5 separate regions of the Mus musculus genome follow, and all the other regions are linked to region 5. The links are chromatin contacts, called in public ChIA-PET, Hi-C, Micro-C and promoter capture Hi-C maps. All regions are on one chromosome and are shown on one strand. Each heading gives the region's core, a stretch centred on a gene start, on an enhancer-like site or on the middle of the called end of the contact. The rest is flanking DNA. Distances are from core to core; before and after follow the strand shown. Region 1 holds the start of Stx6 (syntaxin 6). Region 2 holds the start of Ier5 (immediate early response 5). Region 3 overlaps Gm41980 (a long non-coding RNA gene). Region 4 holds the start of Qsox1 (quiescin Q6 sulfhydryl oxidase 1). Region 5 holds the start of Xpr1 (xenotropic and polytropic retrovirus receptor 1).

Region 1 (2,700 bases), core at 164-2,663, 260 kb before region 5:
TACTTTGTACACTGTAGGAGAAAGATGTTACTATGGTATCCATCCAGAGACAGGACAGTCAACAATTAAGAACCTGGCTTGACACGGCTTCTGGGACTAGCAGAGCTGAGGTTTGACCTTCAAGGATCAGGCTCATCTGCTCTTCCACTTACATGCCATTGTCAATGAACATTTTATCTCTGAATTTCAGTAGGTAGGTAGCCAAAGCCTGCAACTCTCCCGGCAGCTCCCCTTCCCGACACCTGCCACCCACCGCTCCTTCAGGAGTTCAGAGAAGCCTGGCGTCTTTGACTTTTGCTTCTCACTTCTCTTCTCCTCCCTTCCTCTATCATGTCCTCTTGCTGTCCTCTAAACAACAGCTTCCTTCAGGGGTCCCTGACGGCATTGGGGCCTCAGAGTTCACATAACATTCCTCCTACTCCACCCCTACACATCCTGGCTGTCCTAGAACTAGCTCATTAGACCAGACTGGCCTCAGACTCATAGAGATCCATCTGCCTCTGCCCCTTGAGTGCGGGTCTTAATGGTGTGTGCCACCACCACCTTACATCTTAAAGATGAGGAATTGAATGGGGGACTTCAGGTTCAAAGGGAATTTGTTTGATGCAAGCTCCAAGGAGACTAAAGAATTTGGCTAAGTCACGTAACCTCTCGGAGTCCAAGCTCATTCATAAAATGAAGATGATAAATAATAGGAATGTGACAGTGAGATAACTTAGAATCCTGTCCAATGCTCAGTCACTGCTCAGTGATTATCAATAATCAAAGGTCACAGTTCTCATCCAAGAAGTTACGCACAGTGTGTCTAATTGTGCCATATAAAATGCTCTGGATGTTCTGCAATCGTAGTTGAAAGGAAGTGATCCCGTCTGGCTCCTTCTTTGCTTTCAGAATGAAGTACAAATGTCCGGGATCTGTGGATCTGTGTGTCTGGGGTTGTGTGACCCTGTACAGGAAAGAATGAAGTCTCTAACAAATTAGAAACAGTAGGATCGTCCTCCAAAAGAGTATTGATTGAGGATGTTTATACAGCCTTTACACACTGCATGACCTAAGACCTTACCATAATCAGATCTTTTGAGAATCCTTTAGTGCAAGACGATGATTAGATGGGCATGTAAATCACAGGGAGTTAAAAGCAAGTATTAAAAGTAGAGAAAAGGTAAAAGGTCTATGCAAATCAGACACAGCAACAGCTTTCTTAAAATCCTCATTGCCTTCTCCAGGCAGCAGAAGACCGCCCCCACTATCCAGAGCCCCGCCTCTCGGGCCTAGTGACGCAAGCTAGGCTCCGCCCCTCTCCGGCGCAGGGCCTGGGCGATCTGGGTCACGTGAGCCTGAGTGCGGAAGTGAGGCTGCGGTACGCGTCCATGATTGGTAGTGGCGAAGGTTCTGGGGGCGGGGCCAGACGCCGGAGGTGCCGGGGGAGGAGGCTGCCGTGGGGGCCGGCTTGGAGTGGGATTCGACCCGCGGCGCTGACCGACTGCTGGACCGACGGCCGACGGGCACCCGGGTCTGCGCGCACTGCTGCTCCGGGTCGCCCCGGCCGAGGCGCTGGCCACGGTAGACCTCAGGGAGGGCTCGGGCTGCCGGGCCGGGCGCCATGTCCATGGAGGACCCCTTCTTTGTAGTGAAGGGGTGAGTGTGGGCCGAGGACTCCCGCCTCAGAGAGAGGGGAGGGAAATCGAGGCAGGGCGACACAGCCTCTGTGCTCGGACACCGCGCGTCGTTTGGGGCCGGGCCCCTGGGGTCCCACTATCGGCCCGCACCGCCACTTCCTCGGGGTCGCGCGCCGCAGGTGGGGAGCGACGCGCCGGAGCCGGCCGACAGCATCTGGGCAGGAAAAGGGAAATGGCCCTCTTGGAGTGGGCGTGCGCGGGGGCGAGCTCCATTGTGGAGTCGTGGAGCTAGCTCGGGACGGCCACCCCGCGGCTTGCCCGGTAGTGTCCAGCGGGTGCGGGAGCCGGTGCGGGAGGACGCGCGCTTTCCCGGGGGAGGAAAAGTCCTCCAGGCCGGGTGCTGATGTTGGAAGGAAAACAATATGCAATCAGCCAAACCAAACTTTCCGAGGGTTTCTTGTGAGCCACCGGGGTTTTCCCACCGTGTCGAAGGAAATGAGTGTTTCTATTGAACTCCTTGGTTTCATCCTGGGTGTTTGACAGGTTTCCCTCACTTCACGTTCTGCCTTTTTAGAAGCCTACTGCCCTCGTTTTGCGACAGAACTGTCCTGACTCCATCTTTGTTTATCTGTTGGGAGATGAAAACATCAATTGCACTTTGTTGTATCAACTTTGTAGCCATTACACAAAAGCAAGAAAGCGCAATTATGATGTCGCAACTTATTTCTAATAATGTGTCAGTTTTATGCTTTGAATGTCAGAGAAATGTCAAAAATCTGAGAACTGCGAAGTTAAGACAGAGTAAGTTCTACTGACTGCAAAGTGTTCTTTGCTTTTAACTAGTTGCTACTTGCATCTTACTTGTATAGTGGTAAAAGCTGACCAGTTGTGTGGGTGTTTGTTTTTGTATTTAAGAGTCCTGGGAAACTTAAAATGAGATACTTTACTATCCTTGGTGTGTACAGTCAATGCACAATCAAATATATTATGACTGCTTTTTTTTTTTTTTTTGGCTTTTTGAGACAGAGTTTCTCTGTGTAACTCCCTTGAACTCACTGAGATCTGCCTGCCTCTGCTTCCT
Region 2 (2,700 bases), core at 125-2,624, 320 kb before region 5:
CAAAAGTTAACGATCGATCGTCCTCTTCCAATAAGCCTCCAACTCTAGGTCTCAGGATGAGACTCGAGAGCCACGGCCCAGCCGGGCTGCCCCTTCTGGGGCGATGTGCTGCCCGGCAGCAACCAGTCTCCCCTACGCGCCCAGCGCCTACGGTCTCGGCTCGTCCTCGCGGCCGGGAGAGGCCCCGGCCGCACTTCGGGGACTCCCGCTGCTCAAGCTCCAGCCACTCGGGTCCCGGGGGCTCAGAAGGCCACGATGGCTGTGCTCCAGGGGCTCATGTCTCTCAGCACCGGCTTGTCGCAGCAGATCTGCCCCGGCTCGGCGGCTTCCGGGCCGCCCTCCTCCGCCTCCTCTTCCTCTCGGCCGCCTGCGGGGCTTTTCCGTAGGAGTCCCGAGAAGCTAGACCCGAAGATGCTGATGAGGTTTGCCACGTTCCCGGTCTCCATCTCCTCGTCGGTGTCGTCCTCGCCGGTGACTGGCTGCTCCTCCGAGTTCCGGCGCGGCTTCTTGAGAGGGGTAGAGCCGGGTGCCGAGCAGCTCGCGCGGCCGCCACCCACTCCCGCTGCGCCACGCTTCCTGGGACACGGGGCGGGTGGCGCGGGGGACCCGTCCTCGGAGGACCGCTCCTCCACGGCCGGGGGACAGCCGCACGGGCGGCGCACTGCCCGGGGCCCCTCGGGGCACGCGTCCGAGCCACCTCCTGAAGACGCCGCGCGCGGACGCTCCACGCGGCCCCAAGCAGCTGCCGCCGAGTCCTCCTCTCCGCCCCGGAGAGCTTCCCCCGATCCGGCCACCGCGGCCACCGGTTCTGAGCTTCCCGCTCCGGGCGTGTGGCACACGGAGGGACGCTGAGGCTGAGGCTGCGGCTGAGGCTCGGGCTCCGGCCAGGCGGCACGGGCGACCGGCGGGGGCGGCTCTCCCCAGCCGGAGGGTGGCCCGGCTACAGGCTCTCCAGGCTGCTGAGGCGGCGGCACCGCCGGGGTCCCCGCAGGGCCAGCCAGGTAGAGGCCAGGGCAGGGGTCACTCAGGTAGACTTGGCGGGCGCTGCGCAGCACCAACGACACCAAGAGGTTCTTGTGCAGCTTGATGCCGCCGCGCTGGACCCGCGAGTTGTAGATCTTGCCCAGGGAGATGCTGACGATGCGGTGAGCCTCCAGCTTGAACTCCATCCTGCCTTCGCTTCCAGACGATAGGGTGAACGCCTGCTTGCCTTCTGAAGCTGCGAGAGGAGCTGTAGGCGGGATCAGGTCTTCCTCTGTGGTTGTACCCTCGGCGTCTGAAAGCTCGGTGGAGAAAAGACCTGGTGACGCGTAGTCCCCCTCCGCCGCTTCCCTTCAGACAACAGAACCGTTCTGAGCCGGACTCTAAACTGAGCGCTGCGGGGCCACACTGCACCTTATATATGCTCCTCGAACGCCAATCACAAAGCGCCGCTAACCGTTCTGGGCGGGCAGATGTGCCTCGTGCTCCGCCCCCGACCAATCAGAGGCAGAGGAGGGGCCCCAGGGCCTGTTCAAACGTTAGTCCCGCGGAGCAAGCTCTTAAAGGGGGAGATTGCAGGCAGCCCATTGATCATGTGCGGTGGGATTTGTGTTCAGAGGCGTTGATAGAGGAGAACGAGGCCCACAGAACTGTATGTAGTAAGGGATTCCGCTTTGTGATGTACCTTAGCACACTGACTGGAACTTTCATTCGTTTAGTGTGCTGGAATCTACTGCACAATAAAATTCAGTTCCTTTCATACACAATTTCCAGCTGCTCATAGCTGTTTCAGCTGTAATTTCTGGTCATTCTTGGCAGAAATGGAAGCGATGACAATATATGACAACTAGCACGATATATTTGAGATATTATGTTGGAGTTAGCCCCTTTCCCATTAGCGTTATACTCAGCATTTAACTACAAACAAAAGGGAACGTTCTAGAAATACCCAAGCTTCTGCCTTATGAAGGAACAGAATTCAGGTACAACGTTGTTTGTTCTCACCTAAAGCTGGCATCTTTCATTTCGTTCCCCAGATTCTCAGTTATCACATATTTTAAATGGAAGATGTTACCTATTTCTCCACAATGGTTTTCTTTGTTTGTCTGTTTGTTTAATACCCCCCCCCCACACACACACACAATAAGTAACTGATCTATTTTGGGGGAAATCTAGTAAGTTCTAAAAATACAAATAAGTTCTGGTTTCCCATGTTGATTATGTAAATTGTTTTTTGTCAAGTATGGGGGGAGGGTTCCTAAAATTTTTCTGGTCAGTCAATGTAGTCCCATCCACTGAGTCTTGCAAATCCCTGTCAGAAGGACCATGACAAGATTGTACTGGTGCCTGATGGCTCTGTAAATTGCCTTATGGCCCTGAAGTTTCAAATATAAAATGAAGAAATCACAGATACACCTTCTTTATTACACAGAAGATAAATGGCAACTCTCAGAGTCAATCTAAATAATAAAGTTAACCACAGCTTACACGGTGTCTATGTGAAAGGTTTGCCTGACCCTACAATAGGTTTGGCCATTTACATGGAAGAAATACTAGTGAGAGGTAGGCTTGATTAAGAGCCAGTTCACAACCAGGATGCCTTCAGATCTGATGGTTTGGGGGATGCTAACTTTGGCCACTATTACTGCTACAACTGAAGCCCAGAGTCCCTCCCTTCTAGGAATTCTCAGCCCACATAGAGAAGGAGAGAAAATAATT
Region 3 (2,705 bases), core at 52-2,551, 390 kb before region 5:
TTGAAGATACGAGCAGAAAGCTGCTGTCTGCAAGCCAGGAAATGAGCAAGCCCTCATTAGAACCAGACCGTGCTGGTACCCTGAACACAACCTCCAACCTGGGGAGAGAAAATCTGGAGTAGGTGGCTAAAGTCACTCAGCTTTCCCGTATGCTAGCTTAACAGTCCGAGCTACACACTCGAACCATAGCCTGAATCTGTTCTAGAGATAAGAACAGGTGTGTGTGTGGAATTGTCCCAACCCTAGAGAACAGGGACAAGGGTCCAGTCCAGGTGTCCACAGCTGTCTGACAAGGAGGAAGTAGACAATTTTGTAACTAAGAAGCTGTTCACATCGGTAATGACCTTTCCCCCTGCTAAGCCCTTCCCTGAAGCCTGGACTGGCCTTGCCACATTTTCAGGACATCAGGAACACCTGCTCCATTGTTAATAGCACCATTTACGGGAACATGGACTTGGACTTGAGATTGCCAAGCTTGGCTGTACCCTGCAATCTTCCAGGGTGCTTTCAAATACGCTCTCCCCCTCAGACTCTGTTCAATTGGTCTTGGTTGTTGCCTGGGCACGAGGGTTATTTATAACTCCCTAGGTGGTGCTCCTTTTAATCACAGTTGGGAAATACTGGCCTAGAAGTTGGTAAGACAAAGAAAACCTTTTTCACTGCCCAATGGGCTTGGGATCTTGGACAGGGACTCAAAGGCCCAATAGACAACCAGGGACATACCTTGGTGAACCTCAGAAGCCGCTACTGGGACAGCTGTGGGACTACTTCCTCTTTCCCTGGAGGAAAAACATAGCTCTCTCTACAATCAGGAAACAGGAAGCACGGGGTGCCTGTCAGCAGAACCAGCAATCCCCCTGCATGGAAACTTGGGCTTCCCCTGCCACTGACAACTGGAAAGACCAGCAGCTGGTCTTCCCGGCTCACCTGCATGTGGGAATGACCTAGAGAAAGCCTGCTCTTAGACCCTACTCCCTCGGACTTAGAAAGCCCTCCCCCCACGGCTGGTCCCTCCTGCCCCTCCTTCTCAGCCCCCTAACGCCTAACTCTTCCTGCCCACCCACACCTAGCCGCATCTTTACTGGATGCCCCCACGTTTCGGCCAGAGTTCCTGCAGTTCCCCACAAGCCACCTTTGCCCCTCGGCCTTCCTGATCCCCGGCAGGCAGTTCGGTGTCCCAGCTACGGAGGCTTGCTCCGCTCCGGCTGCTATGAATGCTAACACCTGAGTCTGCGCCCCCTCGCCACAGGAAGATAGAATTGTCTCCCTGTGCCGCCATGTGTTGGCTGAATCATCTTCCTGTGTTCGTGACTCCCAGTGGCTCGTTATGTAAAGCCCAGCCTCCTCAGCAGAAGCTTCGGGGCTCCTGTAGCCTTATCTCACCCCTTCTCCCAATTGCTGTGGCCCCAGAGCTGGGCTTTCTGCCCCTCAGGAGGTATGAACTCACAAGCTTGCTCCCCTATAGCAATTAGCTTCATACTTAAGAAGTGACCCCAACCTATTTCTTACCGTTGCCTCTGTGTCCCTTCCTGTGCTTCTTTTCACGTCCTCCAGTAGCACCGCCACCCACACATCTAAGCCCTCAGAGCTCCTGGAGAGTGTGGGGAAGCGGCCTTGTGTCTTTGCTCTTCCCTCTCCATTCCATCCTGGGATCCTAATAAGAAGCAGAAACCCCAGAGCGACTTTATTGGTTGTCACTGTGCAGGTACATAGCAGGTGCCAACCCTGCTTCCTGGGCAACCCAAGTGCCTAAGGCTCTGGGTGATGGAGTAGGCAGACAGCTGTGACCCCAGGGGTAAATGACAATTACCAGGGATGCAGAGACAGCAGGAAGAAACCTGACTTGTGCTGGACACCAGCCTCAGTTGCAGCTTCCAACACACTTGCTCTCCCATCATGGGTCGAGAGCCCTGTCTTTGGTTGAGCTGGCCCAACGGCCAGCATGGGCTGACACTGCAGGCCCCTGCCACATTGCCTTGCCTTCTTTTCTGTGGCAGTGAGAAGACAGCCTGGAAAAACCAACTTGGGAGAGTTTATTTGAGCTCACAGTTCAAGGTGCAGTCCGACAAGGCAGGGACGTGAGGGCAGCTAGAGCTTGAAGCAGCTGGGCACATTAAAATCAGGATGGCAAGGGAATAACAACTATTTGTACACAGCTGATTCTCCTTCTCATACAGTCCAGGATCCCAGGCCAACCCCAGATGTGACACACAGTGGGTGATGGGACACCCAGTGGGTGGATCTACCCACCTCAATTAACTCGTTGGAAAAAATGCCCCACAGGCATGTCCAGGGGCCAGACTCCCTGCTGATTCTTATCTCAGTTTTGAGAATTGAAATTATCCATCCTTCACAGAGACTGTGCTGATATCACACAGCGGCCGAATCCAACTCCATTGAGAAAGTGGCTTTCAGGAGACCTGAGGCCACACTCCTGGCACACAGGTAAGTCTCTTCTACCCTATTTCTATCCCTGCTTTACGGCAGAGCAGAGCACAACGTGATCGTCTCGATCCACCAGAAAAGGCTATATAGCTTAAAGTGCCGGGAAGCCCTCTGGGTTTCACACCTTCCATTACAGAAGACTGTCCAGTGCTCCCAGTCAATGCCAGCCTCCACCCACTCCTGCCTAAAAGCCCTAGATCCCTAGCACAGGGTGTGGGGAGTCCTGCTCAGGGCCCTAAGGGACAGCATAACACACATTG
Region 4 (2,700 bases), core at 46-2,545, 400 kb after region 5:
TAGCAGGGAATCTTTAAGCTGTAGAGAGGAAATTCTGTCGTGTCCACAGTACAGAGTCTACTATTTAAGCACTTGGTCTATAATAATTACCATTATTATGTTCCCTCATCTGCAAGTCTTAATTTTTCAATATTTTAACATTCCTATAATACAGCACACTTTAAAAATCCCTATACGTTTGGTGGTTTTCTTATCCTGCTACCCCTTAGGCTGTAATTAAATGAAGAGTGGGTCCCGTAATTGGCATTTTAGAATGGAGGAATAGCCAGACCAGTGACTGGAGCATGGAGCACGGGCCAATCACACACCACAGGCATACATATAGTTTAGTCTCATGGGCTTAAAGGCTAAGGTCTAAGCGAGTCCAGACCCAAGGAGAAGAGAAATAAGAATGTGGCCTGGAAGCTAAGGTGCTAGAGGTAGCAGGTCAAGAGAAGCCTGGACTGGACAGGCAAAGAGGAAAACCACCCGATGAAGACAGACATCTACCTCATAGGTAAGGATGAGAAAGGAAATGTGTATACCAACTATGTAACTTGCCACGGGGGGTGGAGAAAAGTGGTGGGGGCGGTAGAATGAATGCCAACTCTCTATCCAGCACTGTTCCACCTCGACTACTAGGGAAGTTGGCAAGAAGGGATCCCTGGATGAGGAAGGAGGCTGCTACAAAGCTGGATTGGAGAAAGGCTCAGAGAAGAGCACAGGGAACAAGAAAACCCTCTCGAAGGATAGAGACAAAGACTTGTCAGAGGAAGACGCAGGAGCAGAGGACTGAGGGGACGCGGCCAGGGAGAACTTAAAGGCTATGGATTGGGGGAGGGGAGGGACTGCGATGGACCAAGGAAGCCGCGAGGGAGGGGACGAGCTAGCGGGACGGTTGGCAGGACCTGCCGGTGGGTCGGGGAAGGCCTCCACTTCTCACCTTTCACGTCGTTAGCAAGCTCCTTCCACGTCGGGGCGAAGGCGATGCAGTGGCCACACCAGGAGGCGAAGAACTCCACCGCCCAGGCGCTGCTGGAGCCGAGCACAGTGGGACGCACCGAATCAGCATCCAGCAGCGTCAGCGGGTCAGAGGACGAGTAGAGCACTGAGAGCCGGGCCGCGTAAGCGCCGGGCCCCGAGAAGAGCAGAGGCGAGAGCAGCAGCAGTAGTAGCAGCAGCGATGGCGGCCCCGAGAGGCGGCCGCACCTCCTCATCCTAGGCGGCTTGAATGTCCACCTCCTTCAAGTTTGTGACTAGTCAGTATCCGGAGCCTGCCGCGCACCAACAGCCTCCGCCCCGGAGGAGGAGGAGGAGCTAAGAGGCTCCGCCCCGAGGCGGGGCCGACTCCCGGGACCGCCCCTGCGAGCGTGTGAGCTGCCAGAGCCGGGGTCCCGGTGCTGGTGGGCGCTCCGCGGTTCCCATCCCCCGGCGAGCCAGACCTCCGAGCTGGGTCCGGAAACGAGTGCCGCCCGGGACCTCAGGCCGCACTCGAGGTCGTTGAGGGGGCCGGGGCAACGTTTGGCCGCTCTCGGCCCCCGTATCCTACGGAAGCGGAGTCCGTTGGCATAGTCGTTACAGATTTATCTTGTTCCTGGAAAGTTCCAGGGGGCTCCTTCTCGCAGTTTTCACATTGGGAATTCGAAGTAGGTGGGAGAAAAGAGCCAGGAGGTAGGACATTGTGATTGTCAAGGCCCACAGGAGCCAGAAGCACGCACGCCTCCGGAGGCCCCACCGTCTAGGGAGCTATTGCTGGAGGGCTTCCTACGAGGGGACAGGACGCCCTCTCCCACAGTTGGCTGGGCTCTGCTGCCTTGGAGTCAAGGTTTCTTTGGCATTGACATCCCTCCACCCTTTGTTGGGTTGATTCCTTCAGGTTGGACTCCCTCCCCACAGCTCAGATGCTATATTGCCCTCAGCCTACTCAGCCTCATGCTCCTATGTTCTCTCAAGTATCCGGATCAACTAAGCTTGTGTCCACAAGTAAGAAAGTGATAGTGAATTTTCCTATGGCCACCTTTTGTACCTCGGGTGCCTTGTGAGATATCTTGAAGTGAATAGGTCATCCTCAGAATTGTCACACTGGCCTTTTTCTTTTGTATCTCTGGATTAGTTAGCCCTCTCTGTGACCCCTTGGCCTAGCCCTTAAGGTGTGTTACTCCTTTCCTTCATAAGAAACTGAGTAACGTCTCTGTGCCAGTCATGCACCAGATATTAAGAATGAGGTGATAAAAGACTGAGGGGTGTGGAACTTACAATGGGGACAGATGGTATGCAAGTGAATGTAGGTTGACTGATGACAAATATCAAGGGGAGCTATGGTTATAATAGGAGGTGGTCAGGGACAGGGACATCTGATATTTGAAGGGACCGACCGAGTCAGTAATACCGCTGAAGACCAAATACAGGTTTGTAATCTTAAAAAATAACAAACCAAAGGGCATGGTGGGGCATGTCTAAAGCCTCAGATACTCTGTAGGCTGGGATGGAACAATATGAATGCCAGGCCAACTTGGGCTACATAGTGTCTCAAAAATAAAAACAACCAAATTATTATATAAATTTCTTATCCTTTTATCTAGATCTTTCTGATAATCTGAAAACCAGTTTCTTTTTTCTGGAGTTCTTGAATTCCCCCAAGATGTCCAGTAGAGTTTGTTGGCTTTGAGGGTAACTGGTTCCTGCCTTCCTCGTTTCCCTCCTGTTTCCACTCTGTTGTAT
Region 5 (2,700 bases), core at 98-2,597:
CTCTCCAGGAGCTGAACTACTAGCTTCTGAGAATAACCTATTGCAAGCTTCAAATAAATAAATAAATAAATAAATAAATAAATAAATAAATAAATAAATAAATAAATAAATGCCTTTCAGGTATCCTACCTTTTAAGTATATGAGTGGTTTGCACTGTCTTTACTTTTCCCAATATTGATGCAAGGTTCCTTAAAACATGTATTTAAAAACCCTCCAAAAGCCTTGCAAGAGGAAGAAACTGAAAGGAGGAACATGTCTCGTGCAATACACAAGTAAGGTACTGTATTCACAATACAGTGATTTTTCTCCCTACCAAAAACTTAGCAGAAAACCTGAAATTTTAAATAATTCTCTTCCCTCCTTTCTCTTCCCTCCATTCCAAAACCAGAGAAGAGTGAAAAGCCAAAGATGTGATTATTCTGTATAGTTCGTGCAGTCAGTACAAAGACAGAGACAACCGTCTCCTTATCAAAACAGAACTATTGGCTCAATGCTTTTGAAAACTATAACCACTGCATTAGGCGATACACATTTCACCAAGTTTCAATCCTGTTACAAAGCCTTTGTCAACAGTGAGCAAGTGGAGGTAAGCCGACGGGGCTGGGTGGACTGAAGGCAATCGCTGGAGGGGTTTATCTTGCAAGAGCTCGATTCTCTGGCGAGAGGTGAGCAGCGAGAAGCACCTAACCTTGGCAGAGGGGGTGATCTCTGGCGGTGGGGACCGGAGGTCAGGGTGAGTGGGGAGGGGGTGGCGCCGAACCGCCGCGACCCCGGGCCGCCGTCGCACCTGCGGCTTGGCCTCCCACCACCATTCCCCAGCCCCAGCCCGGCAGTGCCCTTCCTCTCGCCGCCGCCTGCATATCCGTTACCCCGGCGGCAGAGGGCTGCGGGGGAGGGGAAGGACGGCCTGGCCGCCGGGGGCCAGCAGCGCCGGGGATGCCGCAGTGGCTCCCCGCGGCGGTGGGTCAAAGTCCGCCCGGGCCGGGGAGCTCAAGGCAGCGGCGGAGGTCGCAGCTAGGGAGATGACAGCCCCTCCGAGCCCGCCCCAACCACAGCAGCCCCAGGTACCTCATACTGGATGTACTGCTTCCTCCACTCGGGAGTGATGTGCGCGGAGAGGTGCTCGGCGAACTTCATCCTGCCGCGTCCCCCTCACTCCCACCCGGCTCTGGCAGCTACAGGCGGCGGCGGCGGCAACAGCGACTCCGACTCCTCCCCACATGGGCCCCGGCGCTGCGCGAAGCTGCGCTTCTCTCCTCCTCCGCCGCCGCCGAGGTCTCCTCAGAGCCGCCCTCCCGCCATCTTCCTCCTCCTCTCCATAGCCCCGCCCCGCCCCGCCCTCTAGACGTCATCGCCATGGTAACCGCCTACGCCGCTCCGACGGAGGGGGCGGGGTGGGGCGTGGCCTCAGGGGCTTTCCTTCTTGCTCCGCCCCTTTGGGCCGGACGTGGGAAGGCACCTCCCCTGACCTCTTCCGCCTGCCTCCAGTCTGCCTACAGCTGCTTTCTACACTCTGCCTGGGAAAAACAACAATGTTGCTACTGCAATTAATATTGGTACTGGAGCAACAATAATCCACACAAGACGCTGATATTTGCAGAGAACTGTGCAAATATTATTTCCATTTTAATATTGATTCTTCATAAAACCCTTAAAGATAAATCAGCAGTGGTCCAAATTGAGTAGTTGAAACAGTTAAGAGCCAATTGTATTTAAGGGAACTGTATTTGCATGCTGTAGATGCTCAATAAATGCTTGCTTTCAATTTAAAATGTCAGTGCCAGAAAGTTTGTGCTGCTTCTGTATCTCAATGTAATTGTCTAATTAGTCCTAGTGCTACCAGAAAGGCCAAAACATCTAGATACAAACCAGGATTGACACTTTGTGATACAGCTGACTGGGAGTGGGGGGCAAACTTGAGAGGGAAAACAATGCTGAGAAGAAAGAGAATCCTCTCCTCACCCAGTCCCTGTGTGACAGTCCTGTATCCAGGCTGACCTCTGGAAAGATACCACAGAGGCAGCAAAGTACCATATTCCATGTGAGAGTGACTGCCCTGAAGGACTTATCTGAGGGAAAAGCCCAGGTCTCACCTTGGATGGTGGAGCCCTGGATAACATAGTAGCTGACTCTCTTTTTAAGTGTGTCTATTCTTGTCCCTGTACCAAGCACTGTTCTAAACTCCTTACATGTAACTTTATCCTCTTTAACTCTTACAACTTTGATGAGACTCAAAGGTTTGCTAAGGAAGTATTGTACCTGTGACAATATAGATCCCTGTTGACTTCCCAACACACACACACACACACACACACACACACATACTTCAAAACGCCATATGTTTTTCCTCCTTCCCTTCCTCTAAATTCCCCTTTCTAATAAGGTTTTATGAATGTTTCTTCAAGAGAAAGAGAGGGTATGAGGCTTGCTCAGAAAAAGCACATCTTTCTGGCAAATGTTTGAACAGAAGCCTCAGCCTCTGGTGAAAGAATCGTCAGGGGGCTGGAGAGATGGCTCCGAAGAGCGACCTAAGTTTCATTCCCAGAATCCATGTCAAGCAGCAAGCAGCTCATAACCACCTCTAACTCCAACTCTGGGGATGTTTGTGGCACCCAAGGACACCTACCTGCACTCACATACAAGTACCCACACACAGACTCACACATATATTCTTAGTTAAAAATCATAAGTGGGGCCTG

The links. Promoter capture Hi-C pulls out the DNA fragments that hold promoters and counts their contacts. Hi-C and Micro-C count contacts between places; a contact is called where the count stands out from the background. ChIA-PET counts read pairs in DNA pulled down with a chosen protein or histone mark.
Region 1: a contact with region 5 is called in a Micro-C map of embryonic stem cells, with 3 times the contacts expected there. The contact joins the promoter of Stx6 here to the promoter of Xpr1 in region 5. A contact is called at or near these places in 1 of 39 promoter capture datasets (the C10 cell line), 6 of 484 Hi-C or Micro-C datasets (CD8 T cells, embryonic stem cells, muscle stem cells and 1 more), 1 of 115 datasets of contacts at active chromatin or transcription factors (memory CD8 T cells) and 1 of 9 other capture datasets (liver).
Region 2: a contact with region 5 is called in an RNA polymerase II ChIA-PET map of memory CD8 T cells, with 92 read pairs. The contact joins the promoter of Ier5 here to the promoter of Xpr1 in region 5. A contact is called at or near these places in 6 of 39 promoter capture datasets (the C10 cell line, erythroid cells, fetal liver and 2 more), 7 of 484 Hi-C or Micro-C datasets (LSK cells, cerebral cortex, embryonic stem cells and 2 more), 4 of 115 datasets of contacts at active chromatin or transcription factors (the 230-238 cell line, memory CD8 T cells, pancreatic cancer cells and 1 more) and 1 of 9 other capture datasets (liver).
Region 3: a promoter capture Hi-C map of the HPC-7 cell line shows a contact between it and region 5. The contact joins the enhancer-like site here to the promoter of Xpr1 in region 5. A contact is called at or near these places in 12 of 39 promoter capture datasets (the 3T3-L1 cell line, the C10 cell line, the HPC-7 cell line and 7 more), 1 of 15 datasets of contacts at CTCF or cohesin (large pre-B cells), 11 of 484 Hi-C or Micro-C datasets (B cells, CD4 T cells, CD8 T cells and 8 more), 6 of 115 datasets of contacts at active chromatin or transcription factors (embryonic forebrain, embryonic midbrain, fetal liver and 3 more) and 2 of 9 other capture datasets (adipose tissue and liver).
Region 4: a Hi-C map of muscle stem cells shows a contact between it and region 5, with 2.9 times the contacts expected there. The contact joins the promoter of Qsox1 here to the promoter of Xpr1 in region 5. A contact is called at or near these places in 2 of 484 Hi-C or Micro-C datasets (CD4 T cells and muscle stem cells) and 1 of 9 other capture datasets (adipose tissue).

The regions. Positions count from the first base shown.
Region 1 is chr1:155,157,290-155,159,989 of GRCm38.p6, forward strand. It overlaps Stx6 (syntaxin 6), which reads left to right and starts at 1,414. Exons shown (of 8, transcript NM_021433.3): 1 at 1,414-1,638. The coding sequence starts at 1,604.
Region 2 is chr1:155,098,262-155,100,961 of GRCm38.p6, forward strand. Ier5 (immediate early response 5) reads right to left here and starts at 1,375. Exons shown (of 1, transcript NM_010500.2): 1 at 1-1,375. The coding sequence starts at 1,169. The coding sequence ends at 243.
Region 3 is chr1:155,028,095-155,030,799 of GRCm38.p6, forward strand. Gm41980 (a long non-coding RNA gene) reads right to left here. Exons shown (of 6, transcript XR_001779499.2): 3 at 1,510-1,654; 4 at 724-779. Among named protein-coding and RNA genes, the nearest start is that of Gm41977, 8.3 kb to the left of the region's middle. Within about 2 kb of position 1,302, at least 100 of the 459 cell types and tissues checked have an H3K27ac peak or open chromatin away from gene starts, as enhancers often do. A contact at or near this core is called in B cells, CD8 T cells, the HPC-7 cell line and 6 more, where this site is marked.
Region 4 is chr1:155,811,604-155,814,303 of GRCm38.p6, forward strand. Qsox1 (quiescin Q6 sulfhydryl oxidase 1) reads right to left here and starts at 1,296. Exons shown (of 12, transcript NM_001024945.1): 1 at 923-1,296. The coding sequence starts at 1,196.
Region 5 is chr1:155,416,097-155,418,796 of GRCm38.p6, forward strand. It overlaps Xpr1 (xenotropic and polytropic retrovirus receptor 1), which reads right to left and starts at 1,348. Exons shown (of 15, transcript NM_011273.2): 1 at 1,070-1,348. The coding sequence starts at 1,138.